2 separate regions of the Muntiacus reevesi genome follow, and region 2 is linked to region 1. Evidence: chromatin contacts called from public Hi-C data. All regions are on one chromosome and are shown on one strand. Each heading gives the region's core, a stretch centred on a gene start, on an enhancer-like site or on the middle of the called end of the contact. The rest is flanking DNA. Distances are from core to core; before and after follow the strand shown.

What was found. Hi-C and Micro-C count contacts between places; a contact is called where the count stands out from the background.
Region 2: a Hi-C map of muscle shows a contact between it and region 1, with 5 times the contacts expected there. The contact joins the promoter of PROSER1 here to the promoter of FOXO1 in region 1. A contact is called at or near these places in 2 of 3 Hi-C or Micro-C datasets (blood and muscle).

What each region holds. Positions count from the first base shown.
Region 1 is chr11:20,379,751-20,386,094 of mMunRee1.1, forward strand. FOXO1 (forkhead box O1) reads left to right here and starts at 2,472. Exons shown (of 3, transcript XM_065901954.1): 1 at 2,472-3,582. The coding sequence starts at 2,911.
Region 2 is chr11:21,658,295-21,664,629 of mMunRee1.1, forward strand. PROSER1 (proline and serine rich 1) reads left to right here and starts at 2,613. Exons shown (of 13, transcript XM_065902110.1): 1 at 2,613-3,476. The coding sequence starts at 3,432. NHLRC3 (NHL repeat containing 3) reads right to left here and starts at 2,285. Exons shown (of 7, transcript XM_065902086.1): 1 at 1,997-2,285; 2 at 1,437-1,595; 3 at 997-1,144. The coding sequence starts at 2,080.

The DNA of each region.
Region 1 (6,344 bases), core at 1,222-3,721:
AATTTGGCAGTGTCTCAGAATTACAAATGAACTTGACTGCTGACCCCAGTGATCTTTCTGGACATTCCTTCTGTGGAGGTACTTGCACATATGCAAAATCTCTTAGTTTTACGGGATTACAGAACAGTTTGTGATCCCTCAAGGGTAGAAACAAGCAAAATGTTCTCCAGCAAGGGTGAGTAAACTGATACATACAATGGTAGGGCAGGCAGCTATAAATAAATATTTTTAATTTTTTGTAACCATGTGGCAGGGACATTGGTGGGGTAGATACTCAGGAAAGACCAAAGAAAGCGAATTTGTCATTTAAAGAAACGATTGGGCAGGACAACTCAGAAGATTTCAAGGATCTGGGGAGAAAGTCTGTAAGAAAACTCCCTTAACCAAATACCTTCCTCCAGTTGAAGTCCTGAAAAACCGGAATTGAAATGAAGGCACGGCCAAATTTGCAGTTGACTTCCTTTGCCAAGCATGATCCACTTGGGCACCGCCTATCTGTAGGGTGCGGCCGTGTGAATGGGGGCTGCCTGTATAAAGCGTAGTCGGAAAGGTAGAGGGTAGCAGCGGTTGTACACTACCGCCTTCCTTTCGGCTCATCATCTGGGTTACTGAGGTCCCCTAGCGGCTGGCTGGGGAGGCCGGAACAGTCTCAACTTGATAGTAAACGCAGAGACCACAGGGGGCGGGTGGGAACCAACTACATTTTCAATCCATCAGGCTCACGACCCCCAGTCACCCCCAGTATCAGTGGGAAGCTGTTGTGATAATCGGATTATGAAGAAATCGGAGTTTGGACCAGTGAGAATGTCAACGAGGACCAAATTTTTCTCTAAGTCTTTTCAAACTTTTCTAAACGAGGCCTCCTTTGCTTTAGATGCCACTTATTCAATTGAAGAACTGTCATAAAGAGGTTTTTTTTTTTTTTTTGCCGGGGGTGGAGTGGTGGTAGTGCATTGGAAGCTGTCATTTTGGACAAAGCTATTTAAAACTCCACCGTCAGTCTTACATCTTCAGTGATGCCCTGTCTCTGAAAGGAAATGCCTTCCATATTCCTTCTAAAAAAAGCAAAACAAAACTTGACAAGTATTTCTTCTGCTCCTTGAGACACAAGGGCCATTGTCTTCGTTTGGTCCCCACTGATCTTGGCAGGACAGCCTGGACCTAGAGCCCAGATGGAGCGAGGTGGGGTGGGATGGGAGGGGGCGGTGATTGACACGCGGGACAAGCAGCCTAAAGCAACACCTGGGGGTGGGGCAGGGCTGCGCCCCAGCCTTTGGTTCTGTCCCCTGTTAGGTTTTCCCTTCTCAACGTCTCAGCACTTGCATTCTAAATAGCAAAGCAATGACAAGCAAACAAACGAACTCAGCGTAAGTAAGTAATAAAGTGACAAGGCTCTTCCTAAGTGCTCTCCTCTGACCCCGCCTTCCCTGTCGTCCGGGACTGACTCAGTGGACAGTCTGAGGTTCCCGCCCAGGGGAACAGGTTCCCACGGAGGGCACGGGGGTTGAGGCTGCCTTCGGGTCTGAGGGTGCGTGTGCATGAGCAACTATCTTCGGCCGGCGCCGAGCCCCCTTCCCTCATTTCTAGTCTTAGGTCAAGACTGGAGTGAACCCGGCTCGCGGCGGCTCGGCTGGCTAACGGCTCCCCCCCCTCCCCCCCAACTAGTCTACACCGACCGCCGAGGCTCAACTCGCGGGTGCGGATAGGTGGGTTCCCGGCTGAGTCTTCCGCGCCGACTCGGCAGTCAGAACCCCGGCACCGCGCGAGGGTGGGGACAAGCGTGTGTCCGGCCCGCGCCCGGGGCCGGAGACTCTACACATCGTAGGGAAAGGGGAAAAAAAAAAAAACCACCAACTAAACCAAACAAAAACAAAACCCACCGACTTGCCCACGTTTCTCTGCAGAGAAATCGTGGGCGGAGTCGAGAGGGGGCGAGTGAGCAGAACTCCGACGAGGCCGCCTCCGCCTGCCCACCCACCCACCCGGCGGCCCCCTGAGCGCCGAGCGTCCCCGGCCCCCGCCCGGCCCAGCTTCGGGCTCCCGAGCGCAGGTCGAGGCGAAGCGGGCGGCTCGTTCCACTCGGGCTTCCCGAGTACTCGACTGGGCTCCTCAGTAGTAAACAAAGTGTCGCCGCCGCCTCCACGTTGGTTTGCCTCCTAGCAATCAAAACACTGAGAGGGCGAGAGACTCACAGAAACACTCGAGAATTACCAGAAAATAATAACAGAGAGCCAAAAAAAAAAAAAAGAGAGCGAGCGAGCGAGGGAGAGTGTTCATGTGAAATAGAAAAACACCCCACTACCCCCCACCAACCCACTGCTGCCTCCCCGTGGAAAACTGAGCCCCGCCCAGGCCGGCGCCCATTGGCGGCCCGGGCGCTGCCGCCGCACTTTCATTGGTTGCGGGGGCCGTCCGTCAGGGGCGGGCCGGCGCGCGCGCCGCCGCCGCCGCCGGCGGGGGGCGGCGGCAGATCCCGTAAGTCGGGGCGGCCGCGTAGTCGCTGCAGCTGCCGCCGCCGCCGCCGCATTCAACAGGCAGCAGCGCCGCGGTCGCGCCCGCCCGGGGAGAGCGAGCGGCCCGCGGTGTCCGTCCGTTCGCCCTTCGTTCGGCGGGGAGCGCGACGCCAGCGCTGTCGGGGCCCCGACGACTCTGGCCTGCCGTCCAGTCAGTGCAGCGAACCCGGAGGCGCCTAGATGCGGACGGAGCCGTGAAGTTAAGTTCTGAGCTCGCGCTTCCACTCCGCCGCCGCCGCGCCTCCCTCCCGGTTTCCGTCCGCTCGCTGCACCGACCTCACCCCTTCCCGCAGATCTCGGACCGGCTCTCGGCGCCCTCTCTCCCCCCCCGCCCGGTGCTGCGCTTTTCTCACTTCTGGGCAAGTCCCGCGGCTGGGGGAAGGGTGGGGGGGTCACCATGGCCGAAGCGCCCCAGGTGGTGGAGATCGACCCGGACTTCGAGCCGCTGCCCCGGCCGCGCTCGTGCACCTGGCCGCTGCCCCGGCCGGAGTTTAGCCAGTCCAACTCGGCTACCTCCAGCCCGGCGCCGTCGGGCGGCGCGGCGGCGAACCCCGACGGCGCCGCGGGCCTGCCCTCGGCCTCGGCGGCCGCTGTCAACACCGACTTCATGAGCAACCTGAGCCTGCTGGAGGAGAGCGGGGACTTCCAGCAGGCGCCCGGCTCCGTAGCGGCGGCCGCGGCCGCGGCCGCGGCGGTGGCGGCGGCGGCCGCAGCGGCCGCAGCTGCCGCCACCGGGGGTCTGTGCGGCGACTTCCAGGGCCCAGAGGCGGGCTGCCTGCACCCGGCGCCGCCGCAGCCCCCGCCGCCCGGCCCGCTGTCGCAGCACCCGCCTGTGCCTCCCGCCGCCGCCGCGGCCGCCGCCGGCGGGCCGCTCGCGGGGCAGCCGCGCAAGAGCAGCTCATCCCGCCGCAACGCGTGGGGCAACCTGTCCTACGCCGACCTCATCACCAAGGCCATCGAGAGCTCGGCCGAGAAGCGACTCACGCTGTCGCAGATCTACGAGTGGATGGTCAAGAGCGTGCCCTACTTCAAGGATAAGGGCGACAGCAACAGCTCGGCGGGCTGGAAGGTGAGCGGCCTTTGGGCGCACGGCCGAAGCGGGAGGGGCGGGTGGGTGTCCGGGGGCGCCGGCCTCCGCCCGAGGTCGCGGAGGGGCTGAGGATCAGGAGGATGGGGGCGGGGGGGGGGGCGCTCGCCGGTGCAAGTGCGCTTGGCCTGAAAGTGCAAGGCACGCGGGCAGCGCGTGCAGAGTGATGGCGAGAGTGGCAGAGGTGGGTCGTGGGCTTGCCCGGGACCCGTCGGGGGTGGGGGGACAGGACTGAGTGTGTGCGCGCGCGCTCTAGTGAGAGTTGGAGCGGGACCGGGAAGGGGCTCGCTGGGACCAGAGGGGGTGAGGAAACGGACGCCAAGAAGTGGACCTCCAAGCGGCCAGAAAAGTTCGCCCGTGAAAGAGAGGGGTGGGGCGGGGGGTCCACTGGGAGCTGTTCCCCTTCGGCTCGCGCGGACTCTGGCCGCTGCTCATATTCCCGCTCCCCATCCCCCAGGACATCGGGGGTGAGGGCGGCTCCCCGCCGCCCACGCGGCGGGCGTCCCCCACCCCCAAGCCCCGGGACGCCCCGCGGAGCCGTTTCCGCCGCGCGGGGCGGAGGAGGGCCCGGCGATGGGGGCCTCAGAGCCCCGCCGCCCGGGGACGGAGCTGCAGGTGGAGGGGAACGGCGGGGCGCCAGCCGGGAGGCCCGTGGGGCCGACCGCGCAGTTTCGGGAGGCCCGCGTGCATTTTGTTTTGTTTTGATTGCGTTTGGAAGTGGCCTCGAGTGCCGGGGGCCGGGCGCGCCCAGCCAGAGGTAGCGCCTCCGACACGTGCGAAGGGGCGGCCACCGCCGGCGGAGCGCCGGCGCCCGGCCGCGCGAGGCGAGCTAAAGTTCAAGTGTGACCCTCGGCGGGGGCGGGAGCTGGCGACGGCGAGGGAGGGGCCGCGGGCGCAGGAAGCTTGCGCCTTTAAAGGGCCAGCGCGTTCTGGCCGCGCGCGCCGCCTGGCCCCGGCCGCGGGGCGGCGAGGCCAGCGCTTCTCCGCGCCAGGAAGTGCCCCGCAAACTTGGCCTCGCCCTAGGCTCAAGGCCTTTAATTAGGCACGGAGAGGCTCCCCTGGATGACCGGGTTTGGGAAAATGTGTCCTCTGTTGCTTTCCCATCTTAGTACGGAGGTGCAGATCCGAGAGGCAAGGCAGGGGGCTTTGAGACCAGTATTTTGGGGGAGTTAGAGTGGAGGTTCGAATCTAGGGAACCGGAGGGACCTCCTGCCTCGATGGAGACCCTGTAGATGAAGTGCCTCTGGCCCCTTTTGTCTTTCTGAGAGAAACAGACAGATACCCATCTGGAGAGATCCTGGAGGGGCAGGTCCATCCCTCCACCGAGGTGGAGAAGGCCCTGGGGTGCTCAGGAGGGCGGGCTCAGGGGAGGCTGACTGGCCTTCCGTCCGCCCTACGGCTTCCAGAATCTGGCAGTTGCTCAGTGTCACAGGTGGAAGGATGGATGTCAAGGTTCTGTAGTTGAGCCAGACTCCTCCTCACCCTTCATCTGGACTGTACAGCATAGTAATTTTCTTTGCTGCGCACTTGTTACACCAAGATTGTTTTACATACAGTGTCATCCCAGTGGTTAATGTGTGTCGGAAAGGTTAAGTTAATCACATCGTATTGAAACTCGTGGATAAGGAGCCAGGATCTTATTTCTTCCGAAGTGTTTTTTAGAGTAAAAGCCTCACATATAATCTCATTCATTACTAGGTATTACATGCCATTTTACCAAGTGCTTCTAAGAGGTAAAGAGCCTCTGTACTTTATGCGCGGTGTATATTCTTTTAAGTTAGAAAATAGAGGATGTCTGCCAAATTCACTTTTACTTTAACATTTGAATTTAAGTACTTGACTTATTTATTAATTCTGTTTGAGCTTTTATAAAGCATTTGCTATTAAAAAAAACCCCCTTTTTTTAAATCATTGTACTTAACACCGTTTTTGCGTGTCCTTGGAAATGGATACAGCCTACTTCAGCTTGTTGGAGTGCCTTTCTTTGAAGATAGGGGAAGGCAAAATTTGGGAATTATTTTTAGTTTCTCCTCTCATGTGGCCTTAAGACATTCTTAAACTAGGAATATAGCTTAAATGTTTTTATTTTTTTTTAAGTGCTTTAAAAATAAAAGATTCTAAGGCTAAAATCACCCTCTCAAGCCATTTATATTAGGTTCTTACTTGTTTTAATTTTTTTCCTAAATGCAATTATAATTAAAGAAAATGTACTGCTTAGAGCTGGAAGATCTTTTAAATGTTAGTAAGAATTATTGGTCCAGAATTAGAGGCCCAGTGGTGGCTCCTAGCAGTAGCAGTTCCCAGTAGAAACCTCCTGGGGCTTTGGGAGGGAGCAGGTTGCCATTCTCAACTGAGGAAATGTTTCAGGTGTATCAGTCAGTTGGTGCAAGTCAGATTACAGCAAGTGCATTTTCACTTTGAGTAAAAGGGTATTTTAAGAAGAAAAGAAACAACCTGAAGTGTTTTCTAACTCATAACTCATCTTCTGGTTGGAGTTTTCATAAAAATGAGTTACTTGTTAAAACCAAGTTTCACTCTCAGATCTGAAAGACTCACTGTGTTTTAAAGATTCATAAAAAGGAGAAATTTTACTATGACTTTTAGCTTGAAAAAAAAATTCAATTCTAAAATGCAAATTAACCCAAACTTGACTGCTTTAGGAGAGGCTGCTTTGGAACTAAGTTATTTCCTGTGATTTACTGTAGGGAATTAGATTGAATATTTAATTAAATATAGTTTGTTGT
Region 2 (6,335 bases), core at 1,363-3,862, 1.3 Mb after region 1:
ATGGTTAGTGCACCTTTCACAAAACCTGAGACCTCTTTAATTCCAAAATGGTATCTGAATTAGCCCCAAGTGGGGAAACAGAATGACCTTCAAGCCATGAACTTATCTGGTACAAGACTAGAAATATTTTCTTTACGATCTCTTTCTTTCTTGAGATCCTGAAATAATAATACCAGGTTATCTCTTGAATCATCTTATCTTAAATCACAAGCACAGGCAAACAGCTCTCTCTGAACACTTATCTCACAGTTTTAACTTCAACTGTGCTTACTCTGGCAGCATGCGTCTGTCCTAGGTCACTTCTTCCTAGGTCACTTCGTGTCTGACTCTCTGCAACTCTTATCGACTGTAGCTCGCCAGGCTCCCTGGTCCCTGAGATTCTCCAGACAAGAATACTGGAGTGGGTTGCCATGTCCTCCCCCAGGGGATCTTCCCACCTTAGGGATCAAACCCAAGTCTCTTACGTCTCCTGCAATGACAGCTGGGTTCTTTACCACTAGCACCACCTGCACACTCTAATAAAATTATTTAATGGAAAGGTTTCAGACATGCTAAAGTCAGTAGGACTTCAGAAGCATTCACACCACCAGCAGTTTCCGCAAATTTTGCACTCTGGGCAAGAATGCAGTTCTGGTTTCTCAGCAAAATCTCTCAGACAAGTGGTAAAGGGAAACAACAGGCAAAGACCCCATTTATAAGCTTTTAGAGACTACCAATTTATTTGCCTTCACAGAAGTAGTCTAAGAAGAGCAACTGATATTTTAACAGGCAAAAGTCCTGTGACAAGTTAAAGGAAAGATCACAATAATGATAGCCTCCTTGTTAAATGTCTCAATTACACATAACTACAATATAAAAATTTAGAAAGGCAATTTCACAAATCACTGAAGAAATTACAAATAGATTCAGCCACTCTGATTTCAAAATGGACAAGCAAGAACATGGGCAAAGAGGAGGTTTCTAGCAAGATAATTTAAGAGAGATTACTACACATACCACTTCCTACATCCGTGATCCAGACGGATTTTTCCTGTGGTGTACTGGCTGCAAATATACCATGAGGTGTGTCAACTGTATAATTCCAGGCTCGTAGGAAATATCCATCCTCTGTGAACACTAATACCTTTGGGATGTTATCCCCTCTCTGAAGGTATACAAAAATAACTGCTTAGATATGATCAATTTTAAGGAAGCAATCATTATTTTCACAAGGAGAAACAGAAGTCAAAGGTTAACCAAGATATGATGTAATGTTTACAAAACCAAACAATATTAACCCCTATCAAGCTCAAAACCAAAACACTAACTTTAACTAAAAAAAACAAATTCCACAATTGGCGTAACATAAACGTACACAGATACTTGGTACAGTAACATAGGAAAGCTGTTTTCTTTGCGTTCATAACTTTAAAAACAAAAATCCCAGTTTTACTTACCTGGGCTACATAAACCAATCCGTTGAGGGAGTCAACTCCAACACAAAATGTTGCTCCAGTGAAGTATTCTGAATACTTCGGCCAATCCACATCCAGCCGGTAAAGAATCTCCTCAGCTCTCCAGGAAACTTTAAAAGCCAAGTGCAGATGTGGTGGGAGCTGGGGAGGAAGAGAAAATAAGGAAACTGACAGTGTACTTGCCTGGAGGCTCAGACTGTAAAGAATCTTGTCTGCAATGCCTGAGACCAAGGTTCTCTCCCTGTGTGGGGAAGATCCCCTAAAGGAGGACATGGCAACCCACTCCAGTATTCTTGCCTGGAGAATCCCAAGGACGGAGGAGCCCAGCTGGCTACAGTCCATGAGGTCGCAAAGAGTGAGACCCAACCGAACACACACACCACTTTACAAACTTTTCAACGCCAAGAGGCAACTCGTCGGCGGTTCGGCCTCAGGTGCAGTTTTGAGACCAGCCAGTGAGAGAACCAGCTCCATCTCCATCCCAAGACCACCTCCCAAGAGTGCTGCTACCCGAGAAGCCATTTCCTAACCATCCAGCTCACCCGAGAGGCACAGAACCGCGAATGCAAAACCAGAAGCGCTAGGAAGAAGCCAGCGCCGGCTATGCAGACCCAGAATCTCGTCATGACCGGACGGGAAGACTGGCGAGGCAGGACTGGCGGGCGGCTGGGGGCCGGAGGACAGTCTCAGGTCCTCGCAGTTCGTCGCGGCAGTGAGCTCTTAGCTCCAAAGCGCCTACCCCGGGTGCCCGAGGTTTCAGAACCAGAAACCACGGGACATCACAGCGAAACACAGTCCCCACTGGGATTCCGCATTCCCAGCGCGTTCCCTCCCCACCTCCACGTCACAAGCCCCGGGCTTACCACGTGACCGCCCTTCCGCCCATCCAAGCGGTGGACCTCTCCAGTCCAGCAAAATCGGGGTGCCCGTGGATATGCCTTAACCACTCGACGTACATTCTTTTAAATTTGGACTTACCAATCAAAAACGAGCACAATCAAACTCTAGAATTAAGGGCATGACCCTTCAAAAATAACTTCCAGGCTTTGGGTAAGGACTTCTACCGTATCCAATTCCGAGACCTACAGGCATCTGACAGGGACACCTACATTCCCACACCAGGACCCCTTCTTGGGCTCTCTGGAGAGAGGGGCCTAATCTGGCGGCGCAGAGTTGAGTTGACTCGGGCGCGACGGGCTCCATCGAAGGTCCCCCACGAGCCGGGGGAAGCCGTGGGGGTAACCAGGAAGCGCTCCCGGCGCTGTTGGCGCTGCGGTGTTCGGGAGCCCCCCTACCCGAGACCGTGACCCCCTTCGCCCGGCTCCCGTTGCTCGCCGGCCGCCGGCCCGCTCCCGGAAGCGGTGGCAGATGGTAACAAAGAGCCGGCCAGGCCGCCGCTGCCCGGGCTGCGGGACCCAGGAGTCCGGCGGTAGCTGCGGGGAGTGAGCGAGAGCCGGGCCATGAGGCCAGCTTCGCGGCGGTGAGGGGCAGCCGAGACGCTGGTGCGGGCCGAGAAGCCGGTGCCTCCCTCCTCGCCGGCCACAGGATTCGGGGCGCGGGTGCCTCTGCTTTTCGGGCCGCTGCACCCGGGAAGGCGGCTTCCCCGATCTTCCTCTGGCGGCTTCTGGCCTTGCTCTGCGGGGACAGACGCTCTGCCTCCGGCCACCGAACGCCGGGTTTTCTCTGCGGGACTCAGAGGACCCGGCTCTTCCCCAAGCGGTCCTGAAGCTTTGTGTAAAAAAGCCGGGGAAGCCTGACGGGTTTTGTTTTGTTTTTTAATAAAAAGTTTTTATAAGTCCCCATTTTTAGAAATTTTTGCAGACTTTGAAGTCCTCTACCTCTTGGCGCATCCTTCCTCCTGCTCCTTGAGTCTTTCTCCTTGGCTGGGAACATTTTTTACTCTCGGAGCGGACCGGGGATGAACGTTTTGTAATTGAAACTGTAACTGGTTAAAACCTCTTCGAGATAGTAGTCAAGATGGACAAAAAGTCCTTTGAAATGGTGCTGGATGAAATTAGAAAGGTAATTGCACTTAATTCCTTCAATCTTTGAGTTACGAATTCTCATGATCTCATGTTCTGTTTGGGGGACCCCGAGCAGATTGTGTAAAATACGAATTTGAGGATTGCAAAACTGGTTGGAATTTTAACGTCTAATGTAGGAGTTTATATCTTGATACATTTCACGATACAAAACGGAGATTTTTTGCTAACTCAACTGCTTGAGAATCAGACCGGTATTGCGGAGCTTATGTTCAGAGCCCTCGGTTCCCAAGCCCGCCCTACAAATCTTGAATCACTGTAATTTTGGATAAGTGATTTCGTATTTCTAAGCGATTTCCTCATCTTTCAGTAAGATTAAGAATGACTGAAAACTAGAAATATGTAAAAAGTTCCTTTAACGGTGGTTATGATGACAGGATTTTTAAGTTTGTAAGACTGTATTTGTTGCCTCGCGGGACAAAGTTAGTATCCTAATAAAAAGTGTGACATTAAGCTTAAAGGCAGATTCTTAGGAATGGCTTCAGTAACTTGCATTTCAAAGCTTTTTTTCTTCTGCTTGCCAGGTTTTTGCTTCGTTTTGAAACTATTGTAGGTAGCCTACATCCCAGTAGACAGCAAAAAATAAAAAAAAATTGGAATGTAACCTTGAGGCTTAACAGTATTTTAAGTGCAAAAAGTTAAGCCTTTACAAAATTAAACCTGAAAAGACTAACTATTCGTATGTTAATACAGGGTCCTTTGCTTAGAATTTCAGGGCTGTTTCCTTGCCATTTTCATATTTTCAAGACCCTTGATTGAAGTGGAAAGACTTGTTACCTTGTGCACTGGTGATTATTATTTATTTCAGCTTATGAAATTATTAATAAAATTGCCTGTTTTTCTTCATTCTGTATAAAGCAAAATTCTGTTTTCCTTCATCCTTTGTAAATTTTTTTTTCAAATTTGCTTGTTAGTTTACATTTGTAATGCTATTGAGTATTCTTTTTTTGAATCAAAATAAAATTTCTGCTTTTGCAAATCCAATTTGCCCAATGAAAATCTGCAATAAAATGTCAGCCTGTTCAGTACATACTTAGAATTTGCCACAGTTTGTTAATGAGCTGATGTTAAACTACTGTTTAACAACAATTTGCTCAGGGAGAGGAGTTGATTTCTTTTGGAAGCTCTAGGGTGTCGATTTGTATATTCTCTCCCTGCTAAATTGTGGAAAGATGACATGGTAAATACTAATGAAAGGGATAGAAACTTTTCTAGAGATTAAAGTCAAATTCATAACATAAGTCCCTTATTTCTGGTCTGAAATCAAGATGAAATCTTTTTCTGCCTGTGCCAAATAATTAGATACATCAACATAGTACTAGGTTATTAAAATAGGATGACAGTATGGTGTATCTAAGTATGAGAGTTACTGTTGGCTTTTCAAAATTGCTCTCAGACTTTGTAAATGTAAGTCAGTTTAAACCAGGCAATCTCTTCCTGAGTGTCATTATGTCTGTAGGTAATACTAGCTGTCAGTATTGTCATTTAAAAACAAAGGCATGTAAGAAGACACTAGAAAAAGAAATAGGAAGAAGAACAGAGGGGGGAAGGCACTATGTAACCTGCTTTCTAAGAAGAGGCTAATAATAATATTCATTATTCGGCACTTAGAGAGTGTGCCTGTTTTAAGCACTTTCTCCATGTGTTCCCTGACTTAATCCGCCTAATAGCTCTCCAGGTGTAGGCTCTATACCCTTGGTTTTACAGATGGCAAGTCTCGTCTCTGGAGGTTAACTGGCCAGCTCAAAGTGACCCAGCTGATGAGGGAGAGGGTTCAGTGTTCAAGGTCAGGGATCTGACTCCAAGCTGTGGTGTTGTGCCTGGGGATACAGCTGGGTCTCTCAGGTGCTGATGAAAGAATTAAGACATGACTTGGCATCAACACAGTCCAGGATTTGGGCCAGAAACTTGCTTCTGATTGTGTCCAATAGTGGCAATAATAAACTCCCAAGAGTACATTATCCAGAATCCCATTCCCTTCCCTTTTTTCATGAAATTCAACTACTGAAGCTCCCTGCATGTTTCTGTGTTGACTGGTGATGGTGTTCTAGCAGCATGATGCATGTAGAAAGTACAATTATGATTGTTCTGGAATGAATGCAAAGGGATTAGTTGATTTTGGGCGGGGGGAGCGGAATATGATTGACCATATTTCTATATACTAGAAGGTACTATATACTAGTACTGTCCATATTTCTGTGTACTAGAAAGTGACCCCTCCCGTAAATCTAGTTATGATCTGGCACTGTACAAAGGGGATTAGTAGATTTTTAATGAGTGGTTGTTAGCAGATTGTGATAGTCTGGTATTTCCATCTCTAAGCTTAGCATATAGTTGCCAGGAGAATCATACATGATTTCCTGTGGCTCCAGATGGTGCTGGGTCAAGGCCACGAACTTCTCTCTGAACTTGCGTCACATTTACTCTTGACTATTTTAATCCTGAGGTGGGTAGTGATTGGTGTTCCCTTTTGTGGGTGAAGAGCCTCTCGGGACAATTAAAATAGCTCCCAGAGACCACACTGCCAGTTAGTGGCAGGCACACAGGTTGGCTTCTGGGTTCACATCTCAGTAGAAATGCTGAGAGCCTGGACTAGACCTTGTTTTACCCATGTTTCTCTATCAGTCAGGTGCGCTATAGGTGCGCAATAAGTATCTATCTGCTGAATGAGTAGTTGCTAGTACATTTAACCTTAAAAATGATGGTTTGGTTGAATTGGGGTGACTTAAAACTGCAGTCACTTATACAGGAATACTTAATTTCTATTAATGTAAAATCTTATCTGTTACAATTCTGTTCCCTTCCTTTGTAGGAGTGAGTAGGGAGGCCAGGGGTTTTC